Regions from separate parts of the Mus musculus genome. Here region 1 is linked to region 2. The links are chromatin contacts, called in public promoter capture Hi-C maps. All regions are on one chromosome and are shown on one strand. The core of a region is the stretch at or near the end of the contact, and the rest is flanking DNA. Distances in the headings are between cores, read along the strand shown. Region 1 holds the start of Nfyc (nuclear transcription factor-Y gamma). Region 2 holds the start of Kcnq4 (potassium voltage-gated channel, subfamily Q, member 4).

Evidence for each region. Capture Hi-C pulls out chosen DNA fragments and counts their contacts.
Region 1: a contact with region 2 is called in a promoter capture Hi-C map of adipose tissue. The contact joins the promoter of Nfyc here to the promoter of Kcnq4 in region 2. A contact is called at or near these places in 18 of 39 promoter capture datasets (the 3T3-L1 cell line, 3T3-L1-derived adipocytes, the C10 cell line and 13 more), 3 of 484 Hi-C or Micro-C datasets (embryonic stem cells and muscle stem cells), 4 of 115 datasets of contacts at active chromatin or transcription factors (effector CD8 T cells, embryonic stem cells and memory CD8 T cells) and 3 of 9 other capture datasets (adipose tissue, liver and pancreatic islet).

The regions. Positions count from the first base shown.
Region 1 is chr4:120,822,100-120,828,671 of GRCm38.p6, reverse strand. It overlaps Nfyc (nuclear transcription factor-Y gamma), which reads left to right and starts at 2,931. Exons shown (of 10, transcript NM_008692.4): 1 at 2,931-3,142.
Region 2 is chr4:120,742,399-120,749,161 of GRCm38.p6, reverse strand. It overlaps Kcnq4 (potassium voltage-gated channel, subfamily Q, member 4), which reads left to right and starts at 1,763. Exons shown (of 14, transcript NM_001081142.3): 1 at 1,763-2,302. The coding sequence starts at 1,986.

The DNA.
Region 1 (6,572 bases), core at 1,682-4,181, 78 kb before region 2:
GTAGACCAGGCTAGCCTCGAACTCAGAAATCTGCCTGCCTCTGCCTCCTGAGTGCTGGGATTAAAGGTGTGCGCCACCACACCCGGCACATTATTTCTTAAGTAGGTAGTTCTTAAGTAGATATTTTCTCTACTATGTAGACTTGCATTTACTTCAATTCTAAGAGCAACCTAATTTCTAGGCTCTGAAGGGAAGCAGGGTACAGCCCCTGTAAACTGTCCATACTTAATTACAGTATAATCTCTAGTAATTTGGGCTGTTTCTATGCAATTTTTACATTTTTTTAAGTTTCTGTGTAGCAGAACACAGATTTAAAAAAAAAAAAAAAAGATTTAGCCAGGCGTGGTGGCGCACGCCTTTAGTCCCAGCACTTGGGAGGCAGAGGCAGGCGGATTTCTGAGTTCGAGGCCAGCCTGGTCTACAGAGTGAGTTCCAGGACAGCCAGGGCTACACAGAGAAACCCTGTCTTGAAAAACCAAAAAAAAAAAAAAATTATTTATTTATGTATATTAGTACACTGTTGCTGTCTTCAGACACACCAGAAGAGGGCATTAGATCTCATTACAGATGGTTGTGAGCCACCATGTGGTTGCTGGGAATTGAACTCAGGTCCTCTAGAAGAGCAGTCAGTGCTCTTAACCACTGAGCCATCTCTCCAAGTCCCCAATTTTTCATTTTTCAAAAAACATAATTTTCAAACAAATATTTGTAGACTTCTCAAGTTTTTCTTTGTTTACCTAAGTTTCCTTCCCGCCCCTTAACTGTTAGTTAGCAGAGGATTATCTTGATACCCCTTGAGTCTCAGTCACTGATTTCAAGTTATCTGGTTTGGAGGCAAGTGTCTTTACTGGCTAAACCATTTAGTTAATTTGCTTTTGAACTTTTCCTCACCCTGAGACAAGAGTTTCTCTCTGCCCTGTCCTGAAATTCACTATGCAGAGATTCCGACTCTTCTGGAACTCACTCTGTAGACCAGGCTGGCCTTGAACTCAGAAATCTACCTGCCTCTGTCACTGAGTGCTGGGAATAAAGACGTACCACCACTGCCACCCAGCTATTTTGAATTTCTAATCTTTCTAGTCATCTCCTGAGTCTTGGGATTAACTGCATGTTCCACCACACCAGGTTTTATGCCATGGTGGAGACTGAACCAGGGCTTCCATACCAGGCAAACTCACTACCAACTGAACTGCATCCTCAGGCCTGCCTCTCTTTCTTTCTGGAGCAGGAGGTCTTTCCCAGGGCCATAGGCATTTTAATTATTCACTTCACCCTCATCTACACCCACATCTCAGTCAAAATACAATTTCTTATTTGGGGTATCCAGTAAAAACAAAATTCTTTTTTTTTTTTTTTTTTTTTTTGGGCTTTTCGAGACAGAGTTTCGGTTTCTCTGTGTAGCCCTGGCTGTCCTGGAAATCACTTTGTAGACCAGGCTGGCCTCGAACTCAGAAATCCGCTTGCCTCTGCCTCCTGTCTTTTCTCTTTTCTTTTCTTTTCTTTTCTTTTCTTTTCTTTTCTTTTCTTTTTTCTTTTCTTTTCGTGTGTGTGTGTGTGTGTGTGTGTGTGTGTGTGTGTGTGTGCTGGGCATGGTAGTTTATGTCTGTAATCCCAGGACCCCGAGGCTAAGTAAGGAAGATTTAGCTGAGTTTAAGGTCAGTGTGGACTACATAATGAGCACCGGACAACCAGTTATAGACAGGCCTTGTGAAATACTACACTTCCCCATCCCCACCCCCACCTCCCCAAAATGGTTGGCTTCCATATTCAGCCTAAAGTGCCAAGATTAGAGGCATGTATTACCACACCAAGCCATACATATTGTGTTAATGTATTTGCATGGAATGCATTCGCCCATAGAAGGCAACATCTAGATGTCTTCAGTGGAAACTTCACCCTATTTTTTGACACAGGATTTCCCTGCGTAATTCTGGAAGTCCTGGAACTCGACAAGGCTGGCGTTGAACTCACAGACCCTCTTGCTTCCGTCTTCCCAGGTGCTGGAATTTCAGTTCTACCGCGCTGGCCCCAACCTATTTGTATAGACTGGGCCTCCCACTGAACCAGGAGCTTGCTTATTTAGCTAGGCTGGCAGGTTTCTTTTCAAGCCTTTCAGGTATGGGAGACTACTGTGCTAGTGGCTTATGGAGTGTTGGGGGGGCTAATGCAGGTCTTAATGCTTGTAGGAAGCACTTTACTGAGCCACCTCCCAACTCTTTAATTTTTTATGCCAATTTTTAAAAAAAATATTTATTATTTTATGTAAGTACACTGTAGCTGTCTTCTGACACACCAGAGGGCATCAGATGTCATTACGGATGGTTGTAAGCCACCATGTGGTTGCTGGGATTTGAACTCAGGACCTTCAGAAGAGCAGTCAGTGCTCTTAACCACTGAGCCATCTCTCCAGCCCTTTTTATGCCAATTTTAACGTTTTAAAATGTCACCTTTTTGGTTGTTTGGAAATTTTATTTCTTCACTTACTGGTGTGTGTGTGTGTGTGTGTGTGTGTGTGTGTGTGTGTGTGTGTGTGCGCGCGCGCGTCGCACATTAATGATCAGAGTTCAGCTTTCAGGACTCTGTTCTTCTGGTCCATCCTGGGTTCCAAGAATCGAATTCAGGTCGTCCGGTTTGCTGAGCCCCAGGCGGCTTTTTAAATTTTCCATGCCCGCGAAGTTCTTCTCTCCCTACCATTCATTTCCTTGAAGAACAAAACACGGAAAACTATTTCCTAAAACCCAGAAGCGAGCGCATCCTAGCTGAGAGCTTCAAGGATATAGAACGTCCTCGGAGGTCACCGAGAAACGCCTCCCGCGCCCCTGGGAAGGGGCGGGGCCCCAAAAGTCTCCGCTCTCACTATCCCGCTTGGCCAGGCAAGACAATTCTCGCGAGACTTCAGGCACCTCAGCCGCTGCGCACTACGCGTTGCTGGGAGTCGAGGCGCGGAGTGGGGGGAGGGGCAGGGGAGACGGTACAAACGGCGCGGCCGCCATCTTGTTTGCGCCCCCGCTCCGCACGCGCTCCGGTTTTTCGTGACGCACGCTTCCCCCTCCCCTCCGCCGCGCCCGGGCCTCTGCATTGCCCGACGGCGCAGCAGCGCGGGGGCGGCTGCTTTCTTCGCTGGACGCCGGAGTAGAGGCCTGTGAGTGTATGAAAGCTTGGGTGAGGAGGGGAGAGAGAGAGGGGGCGGCCGGCAGTGAGGGCGGTGCTTCCCGCCAATGGCGGAGAGCTCCCTTCCCTCTGCGGCCGCCGCTGCACTTCGGTCGGCTCTGCCGCCGCCATGTTATGTGTTCGCCGGGCCCGCCGCTGTCGTCGCGGCTGCGCTCGCGGGGTCCGTGCGCCTGGGCCCGCGGGCTTTCTCCCATTGGCGGAAGGCGACGGCGGGGGGGCTCGCTCGTGATTGGTCGGCGGCGGGGAGGCCGCGGACCTGGCACCTTATTGGTCACGCCGGCTCCGGCCTGGGGGGTGATGAAGGAATTGGCGGCTGTCGGGATGCTAGCTGCTCAGGCTCTGGCGGCAGGGCGACGGTCCCTCTAATGCCAGCGTGGCGGGGAGTCTCCGGGACGGAGCCGGAGGCCCAGAGGAGAAAGAGAGTGGTAGCCTGGCGTGTGGCCTGCAACGGGGAGGGGTCACTACTAATACCAGAGGCACGGTCAACTACAAGATGGGGTGTGCAAGCCCCTGCTTTGTAAACACGGAACAGAAGTGTCTTCGAGACCTAGGGGTGCTAGACTTGGAAATTGATCCAGCTTGGGAATGACCCTGAGTAGAAGTCTGAGTGCATGGTATGGAAGTAGTGGGAGTGAGGACCAGAAGGACAGAATCGGATTAGGGAGCCTGCTGTAAGAATTTGGGTTTTGAAACCCGGAGGATTAGTGTAGAACTCCAGACTCCATTCTGGGTTCTGAAATGGAGAGTGGGAAACAGGTAAACAGCCGGATCCCACTGGACAGGTGTATCAACTTTTAGAGGCTGAATGCCATTTTAACATTACATTAAGTAGAATCAGAAAGTCAGCTGTAGAATGTATTTGCATAATTGGGAAGTTGGGGGTTACAGGATTTGGGATCATGCTAGTTTTGAGATGTTATATATGAAATTTTCACTGGTCTAAGAAGAATATAGGATCAGAGCTTTGTGCTTGCTAGACAAACATTCTACCAACTGAGTTACCCCACTTCCCCCTTAAAATTGATCTCTCTTAACTTTCAGTTCAGAGGGCAGGTGAGACAAACTCAGGAGTAATAGACCTTGTTTCGCGTGCTTACCTGGGTGTATGAGTATATTTTACAGTCACACAGATATTGGCAGTGCCATCCTCATTCTGTGAGGGAACAAGCAAGAGTTTGTAAGTTGCTGGAGTCAGGTGTACTGTCCTTGTTGTGGGAGCAGCCGTGCAGATTAGGGTGAGAGGGTTGCTTGAGCCCAGGAATTTGAGGTCAGCCTGTAAGATGTGAGACTCTAAAAGGAAGACAAAACCACGAGGAATTTGGTTAAGTTCACAGCTAGTAAGTGACAGCCCAGATCCAGACACAGATGGGATTCTCCATCCTTACACTGCTTTTAGAGTTCCCACTTCATATCCTTCCTTCTCCTCCTCTTCTCTGTCTTCCTCTTCCCTCTTTACTCTTTCTTTACCTTTTTTCTTTTGAGGCAAGTTCTCCTGTAGTCCAGGCTACTCTTGCTTGCTCTGTATGTAGCTGGTAATGACCTTTCACTCCAGATTCTTCTAGATCCACATCCTAACTGATGAGATTTCCCAGAGAGTCCCACCACTCTGGGATCTTGGAGCTCTTAATTCTTTTTTATTTTGAAATTTTTATTACATTTTAATTTATTATGTACATGTGAGTGTGTGAGCCATAGTATTCTGGAGGTCAGAGGACAGCTTGTAGGTATGTTCATTCCCTCCTTCCATCATGTGAAATCCATGGGAGGAATTCCAGTCCTCAGGCTTTGTGGCAAGAGCTCTTACCAGGTGAGCTACCATGCCAACCTGGAGCTTATTTTATTTTCCTTTTTGAGATGGTGGTCTCACTATATAAGGCCAGGCTGGTCTGGAATTCATAGAGATCCACCTCCTTCCTCAGGAATGGTGAGATTAAAGGTGTTACCAAGACCAGCTGGAGCCCTTATTTATTATTTATTTAGGTTTTGTGTGTGTGCGAGAGAGAGGTGCGGGCAGGGGAGGGCGGTAGAGAAGGTTTCTCTGTGCAGCTCTGGCTGTCCTGGAACTCCCTCTTGTAAACCAGACTTGCCTCAAACTCAGAGATCGACCTGCCTCTGCCTCCTGAGTGCTGGGATTAAAGACCTGTGCCATCACTGCCCTGCTGGAACCCCTGTATTTAAACTCTGTATTACCTTGATGCCACAGACTGTTGTGGGAAAAGGAAAACCCTTGCATCTTCAGCTGCTTTTAGGCATGTTTTTTATGCTAAGGTTCTAAAGAGAGAACCTTGTTGAAGTCACTTAGCTTTGCAAAGCCAAGCCATGTCTATCTTCGGTCACTTGATAGAACCTCATTCTACTGGACAGCATTGCCTCACCTATGGAAGCATTGACTTAGTGGTAGAGATGACCCTTTAAAGGCAGGCTCTTGGGCTGGGGATGTAGCTTTGTTGGTAGAGTATGAACCTAGCATGTACTAAGGCCTGGGTTTGATCACTAGCATCTAATAAGCTGAACCCAGTGATGAATACTTGTAATGCCAGCATCTAGGACATAGAAAGAAGGTTCAGGAGATTGATGATAGCCTGGAATATATGAGACTCTGTCTCTAAGTTAATTAAAATGAAATAAAAACAAAGGCAGAGTCTTCCTGTGTAGCTAAAGCTAGCATCTAACTTGGGATTCTCTTGCCCCAGGCTCCTGAATATTGAGTCTACAGGGTATGTGTTGACTTTTCTTTAACCTCTTTGGTACAGTGCCCAGAGTCACATGTCAGGAAAGTGCACTACCACATGATTCCAGTGGTGACTTTAAGTAATAAGTTCAAGTGTACCTCATTCATTGGAAGGAGAATGGCAGAGGACATACTTATGGTCACAAATGACCTTGAATTTTATTCCAGCCGCAGATATTACAATTTAAGGACATTTCTTAGCTAGCAAGTTGTTCTTTTCTAGTCTCCTTATTTCAGAGGAAACTGAGTTATCTGATGTTTTACAGACTCTTTCATATACTTTAGTTTCTCATGCATGGACTGACAAGTTAGGAAGGTTAATAATGTACAGTTCATTTTAGTATTTTTCCTGCAGAGACTCAAAGTTCCCAACATCCTTTAGGTGGATCATTTACAGGAGGAAATGGATTATGCTTTGACCACAGAGTGCCTCTGGGAAGGGGCAGTAAAGCAGCTGATTTTAAAGTTGGACCTAGGAAAAAATTGTGTCTCTGTAGTTTCTGCAGTCTCTACTGTGTGTGCTGGGGTAGAGTCTTGTCTGCGCTTTCTTTTCTTTTCTTTCCTTTTCTCTTCTTTTCTTTGTAAGTCGTAATTACAAGAAATGAGTATAATAGAGAATGAGAAGATGACATTGTGGACCTTAGTAAATGAGAGAACTCCGTATTTTCTT
Region 2 (6,763 bases), core at 514-3,013:
ACCAGTCAGGAGAGACAATGCCATATATGGGGTGGGGGATATACGGGCTTCAGCTTATAGGGAGAAGATAGCTATATCTAGCCCTGGCACTTGCAACCATAGTGCGCACCCCCCCCCCGCCCCCAAGTCTAGAAACCTTCAGTTCTCAGTAGGTCAGGGCATGACCTATGCAGGAGCACTGCGCACTCCCAGCACCAGCAGCAGTGGGAGAGATTCAGGTCAGACCCCAGAATGCATCCCAGCTGGGCAGGAGGGTAAGGGTCGCTAGGGGTTGGGGTACAGGCTGCCAAAGGTAGCTTGGGAACTTCGAATCCTACCCACCCTCACGGTCCATAGCCCTCCCTCCAGCCCTCCCGCTCTGGCGCTCAGCAGATCAATGCTGCCTTTGCTGACAGCTGAGAATCGAGCTTGCAGCCCGCCCCCCCCTTCCAGCTAGCTGTGTCCCCCGAGATCCTCCCCGAGGAGTGAAGAAGAGTTTGCTGCGGAAGCGCTTCACCCTGGGGCAGGGCCTGCGGAGGGAGCGGGAGCGTCTGGTTTGGCCATCGCTTTAGGCTGGGGAAGAAGGAAGGAGGGCCAGCAAACCCGAATCATCACCTAGTACACGGTCAGGAGGGCGAGGGAAAAGGGGCCAGACAGCTCACAGCGGAGACGGAGGTCAGGCACCGAGAACTTTTTGCTGGAGAGGGGTGCTCCTAGAGAAAGTCCTGGTGGGGTGCTATAGGCCTTTGGGAGTGCTCTGTCCGTTCCCCTAATACTGGCCCCTAGTACGTTTATTTCTATACTTCTATCTGCCCTAAACAAGCTTTTCTGGGCTAGAGTGGGAGAAGGGGGTGGCGGGTGTGAATCCCACGGAGCGGAGATGGAGTGGGGAGATGAGGGCAGGTACGTAATCAGGGAGGGAGCGTCCCCTCTGCTCAGGGTGATCAACTGGGGTCTCCTCCTTCATCAACAAGACGGGAGGAGAGACGCATCTGGGCACAACTGTGAGCTACACCACCCCACACATCTCTCGATAGCTGTAGGGCACCGGGCCCTTCAAGTAACAACAGCAGGAGGAACGGAAGCTGCTGTCCCAACTTCACTCGGCCCTCAGCGCATTTTAAACACCCTGCACTAGAAACCGAGGGCACGACCCGACGGGCACACCTCCTCGCTTACATTACCCATCGCGCTGTACTGCCCGGTTCTGCACACTCTTCTGTACTCTCATCCATCTATCTATCCACCCACCCACCCACCCACCCATCCATCCATCCATCCACCCACTCACTCTGAACCCACGCAGACCCACGGCTGGCTAGCCAACTCTCACAAGTAGGCACTTCTCTGGACACAAACACCTCCACTCTACAATGTAAGTGTCCCTCGAGCTACCGCGGCCACAACTCCACACTCCACGCTCCACTTTCCACAACCACTCACCAGGCGTCCCAACCTCCCTCCCCAGAGCGGGCCACCAGGGCCACACCACTCGTACACGCCCGGCCTCGGGGCCCGGCGCGCTGCCCGCGCCACGCGCTCGGGGCCGGGACACACCGACTGGGCGGACCGCGCGCCCTGCTCCGCCGCGTCCGACCCGGGTCCCCCTCCCGGTGCTCTTCTCTCTCGCTCCCTCCCCGATTTGGGAAGGCGGCCGCGGGGCGGGCGGGGGAGGGGCGGGGCGGGGCGGGGGAGGGTGACATGTGAGCGGCGCGCCGGCGGCAGGTGGAAAGGCGAGCGGCATGGAGCGCGTAATAAGAGAGTTGGAGTCGGAAAGAGCCGCCCCAGTCGCCGGGGAAGCGGGCGGTCAGTACGGGCTCCCGCGGCCCCGAGGCTCCGAGCGACCGCCTCCGGACCCCGCACGGACCCGGCCTGGTCCCTAGCCCCCGCCGCCTGCGTGCGCGCCCAGGGTCGCCTCGCCGGCCCGGGGTTCGAGCCATGCGACTCTGAGCCGCCCGAGCGCGCCCCCGCCCCGCAACGCCCCGGTCCCCCGTCCGGCGCCGCCCATGGCCGAGGCCCCCCCGCGCCGCCTCGGCCTGGGCCCCCCGCCCGGGGACGCCCCCCGCGCGGAGTTGGTGGCGCTCACGGCCGTGCAGAGTGAACAGGGCGAGGCGGGCGGGGGCGGCTCTCCGCGTCGCCTCGGCCTTCTGGGCAGCCCCCTGCCGCCGGGCGCGCCCCTCCCTGGGCCGGGCTCCGGCTCGGGCTCCGCCTGCGGCGGCCAGCGCTCCTCCGCCGCGCAGAAGCGCTACCGCCGCCTGCAGAACTGGGTCTACAACGTGCTGGAGCGGCCCCGCGGGTGGGCCTTCGTCTACCACGTCTTCATGTAAGTTGGAGCCCCCGCACCCCTTGACGTGCCCCGGCTCTGACCCCGCATGAGCCAGACTCCTTGGGGACCGCCACCCCGCGCTGGCTCCACCTCTCTATCCTATTGCCCCGGGGCAGACCCTCACTCAGTTCCCCTCTTGGGCCTGTGCCCCCTTTTCGGTCTCCCAGCCTGACCTAACCCCTGATCTCCCAGCCTTGACCCCTGTTGCCCTGGCGTCTAACCTCTTCTGCCTGCTCTCCTTACTTTCATCCTGATCGCAGAGCCCCACTGCTCTGATCCGTCATTCAGCTTCTTGCTCTTCTCTGCTTTACCAAGTCCGAAGCCGCTAAAGTGGGACTCTCCTTATCTTTTGTTCACCTCACCCTCCCTGTGTCCCAGACACAGAAGACCCTAGCCCCTACATTATTTTTCTCCCCTCAGGCTCTGTAGTTATGTTGTGCTCCCACCTGGTCCCCTTGGAGATTTCTCTCTTCAGAGACAGGCTGTACCCAGATCAGGGCTGTCTAGGGTCCCTATGGCTCTGACAGGCCTGTGTGCTGTTTCCAACTTTATCCGTGTCTTCTTTAGTCTTGCTCCGCACCCTCAACTTCGAAGTACCCAAGGCAGCAGGCTGCCCTGCCTGCCCTGCCCTGTCCTGCCTTGCCCTGAAGGCTGGGCCCAGCTCTCCTGCCTTGCTGGCCAGCTGTACTAGGCCTGGCTCTGAGCATGGGGAAAAAGAAAGAAGAGAGGGGTATGTTTGGAAACAATGCCGCTGTGGGGCCCCTCCTCCTCTCAGCAGGCTCCTACAACTTTCAAAACACTGACCCCTCTTGGATGTAGAGAGTGAATTTTGGCAGCTCGGAAGGCAGTCTTGGGGGAAGGCCTGGTCGGACCAGGAACATGAGAGGCCCAGGCCATATCGGTTAAAGGGCTGGGCCTGGTGCTGAGATGCTGAGAAGTGCCTGGGAGAGACAATGAGCTGCTCTTACCACTGCCTGCTCCAGGGTCTCCAGGGCAGCCCGCTTTGTCCACCTGATAGTCACTTGACAATCTGTCCCTATGCAAGACTTGAGTTTCCCTTTGTGTGTGAGTTAGCTTGTCTGTTAATCTCTCTACCTGTCTGTCCCACAGCCTTTCTGTTGGTCTGTCTGTCTTCGTGCTTTGTGGGCCTATCCTCTTACTTATTTTGATGTCTGTGTGTCCATCTGTCTATCTCTCTGTTCACCTGCTTGGCCACCCTTCTATCTGGCTTTCCCCACCCGTGTCTTTCTGCTTGTCCTCCTTGTATGCCCTCTTACCTCTGCCCCATGAGTCCGGGGGGTGGGGGGTTGGGTACAGAATCTCAGGGGAAGAGGAAGATGGTACCAGGAAGAACAAAGAAAGGGAACTTTCTACAGACCCACTTAGAATACTTAGAGTGGCAGCTGTGGCTTTGTGCAGAGACCCCAGGCTGAGACTCTGCTGGGTGTAAGGCCAGGCTTTGGATCCCAGTGAATAATCAGGGGCAGCCCACATCTCAGTGCACCCAAAAGACCTGGACGGACGTCTGTTGGATGTAGCTGTCAGTGGAGTGATATAGTTCAATGCTGGTGGACTAGGGGCTCCAGTGTCCACTGAACATTAATACGCCAGAGCCCCTTATGTGCCTAGGGAGGCTAAGACACAGGGCACAGCTATGCTTTCCACAGGCTCTTCCCTGGAGGTGACTTTTCCAAGTCATGGCAGGGCCTAGAGAAGTCAGTTGGCTCCTAACTTAGTTCCTTGGCCCCAGGCTGGGGCCGTCAAGTAGAGATGAAAACAGCCTAACCCTGACCAACCACTACTGTAGCTTCTTTAGAGGGGCCTCCCTTCTTACCAGGAGCTAAATCGGATGACACCTTTGCCCCACATCCGCCTCTCTCCAGATGCCAGGAATGCCCTGGCTAGGGGCAGCCCTGTCCAGAACACTTGTCTCCAGGAGCTCAGGATGGAAGCGTTAATTGGAGCCCTAGGGGAAGACACATGGTGTGACAGTGTCTGGATGTTTAGGGATCTCAGGGAACTGGCTGTAGATCTTGGAGGTCAAGGAGACTGAGAAGGCCCTTCCTGTTGAGTGCTGTGGGGCACTGTGTTAGTTGAGAGCCTTTCTGAGCATTAGATCTGTAGGTCATTGGAGTGGGTAGAAATCCTGTATTTTGGGACTTCTTCATGAATGGGCTAATGGGTGGGAAAGAGATAACTGAACAGTTGTGTGGGTGAGAGGACTAGGAATGGGTGCTAGCACTGGGGGTGGGGAGGGAGCCTACACAGAAGTGTCTCTTGTTTTCTGTGACTTCCAGATATGGACTTTTCCAGCCTCTCGAAGTAGGGTCTTGCATGCTCTTGCCAAGAAGTGCTTAGGGTAGCATTTCTAGCGTAGCCCCACCCCCACTCCCTTTGAGTGGGGTGGGGTTCCCATGCTTGGGGCATCAGTTAAGAGCCTCAGTTAGGACCTGTTTCCAGAGTCCCAGGCCAAGGGTGGGGTCCCCACAGAAGAGCCTAGGAGAGAGGATTTGGGAAGGAAGATGGTTGAAATACCTCCCTCATACCAGTCAACTGGTCTCTCAGGACCCACACCTTCCAGGACTCCTACGGGTGGAGAATTGAGCCTCTCTTGCTCTCAGCTGTGCCTCTGGGAAGTGACTGGCAGAAGCCTGTTCTATCCTGTCTCCTCCTTGTAAAGAGCAGAACGAAGGGTCACTAGACCCTTCTGGGCTCTCTCTGTCTCTAGGTCCTTAGTCCTACCACTTTGCCCCTTCACCCCAGAGCCCCTGCCACTGGCATGTATACCCCTTGCCGCCGCCCCCCCCCCCCAAGGCCTTGCTCTTGGCACTTTACCAAGTCCTCATTACTGAGTCCCTAGGAGCAGACGCACTCCTTGTGGTACCCCCCTCAGACCACACCAGCACCTTTGGAGTTCTAAACATGGAAGGGACTGTGAGGGAGCACGCCCCTCCCCCATGTCCACTCTGCTTCCCTGGCCACTGCTATGTCCTCACCACTCAACCCTTGCTCCCAGCCCCCAGCAAACTTCTCTAAGTGAAGGTTTAAGGCTCTGTAAACATCCTCCCTCAGCCTTGTCCCTGGGGTCAGAAACTGTGGGAATGGGAAGAGGAGGAGGGTAGCCACACTCTCGGGGCCTGTATGCTCCTAACTTTGGAGTCCCCCCACCCCAACCTCCTACCTCAAGCTTGTGAGACAGGGCATAGCCTGGCCTAGAAGTTATCCCAGCACGGAACACCCAGACCAGACCAGGTTAGTTCTCACATTCTGACTGCCCCATCCCAACTCTGAGAAAACTAAGGCTCTGGAGACCAAAGTCATGTGACAAATTGGTAGCAGAAGCAGAGGGCCAGACCTTCAGTCCAGACTCCCTGTCCAGAACCATTCTCTCTGCTCACTCAGGCCACCTGGTGTGGCCCTTGGAGTTCAAACTGAGATTTCTGCTTTTGTGCAGGCGCACACCCTTCCCCAGCCTGGTGAGGTGGGCCCTACTATCCTCCCCAACTGACAGGTGAGGAGGGGGAAGCCCAGGGAAGGTCATGCTGTTCATAAGGAAAAGTCTCAACCCAGATCCCTCTGTCATCCACTGACCTTAGCTGGGTCAGGCCCCAGACCCTCCAGAGCATCTGTGTCCCTAGCGCCTAGCACACTTGCTGCCAGGGGGCACAGTGATAAGATTTTATAGAATTGGGTGAAAACTGTTCTGCTGTTTCTGGGACCAGTCAAGCTTGCATTGCAGAGAATAGCCCTGTTGCATGCTGCACTCACCACAGCCCTGGCACAGGTGCCCACGGATGTCACACATGCACATGCGGCAACATCCAAGAGAAAGAACTGATGTTCCACCCTCTCACTAGCTTCATAGACTAAGTCATGTCAGATCAGGAGGGACTCCTCCCTTAGTGCAGTTTCTGCCTCTCCTTTCCCAAGGTTTCAGGCTACCTTATGAGCAGTCCGGGGACTCTGATACAGTGGGGATGGCTTGGGCTCCTCCCATAGGGCCCCCTGAGCTCCTTTGCCCAACCCTGCTGTGTGTGGCTGGGTCTATCAGGCATAGAAGGAGACACACTTTCCTCCAAGGTGACACTCAGCCTCCCAGACAGCACTGCAGAAACCTGATGCTCCAACACCTTCCCGATGTGACTGGGAAGGACTTGGAGTGTGTGACCCGTGGCACTTTTGTGCTTCTGTTTTTCCTTTATAAGGAGTGGGAAAGTGAAGATGTCAATTTTTCAATGGCTTCTTTGCCCTTTCCCTTCCCCTGGCACCTGCTGCTCCCTCCTTCTCAGTCAGGCCACTGTCTGTCTGTCCCGCTCCAGATCTTAGCACGTTTCTCCTCCTCACGGAGGAAGCCCTTCTGGATGTCTGTCTACAAGCCCCGCTGCTGAAAGAGCCCCATAGCCACACAGCGTTGGAACCAGGCTTGCTTTAGGAGGCGATTATTCTTGGGCTAGAGGC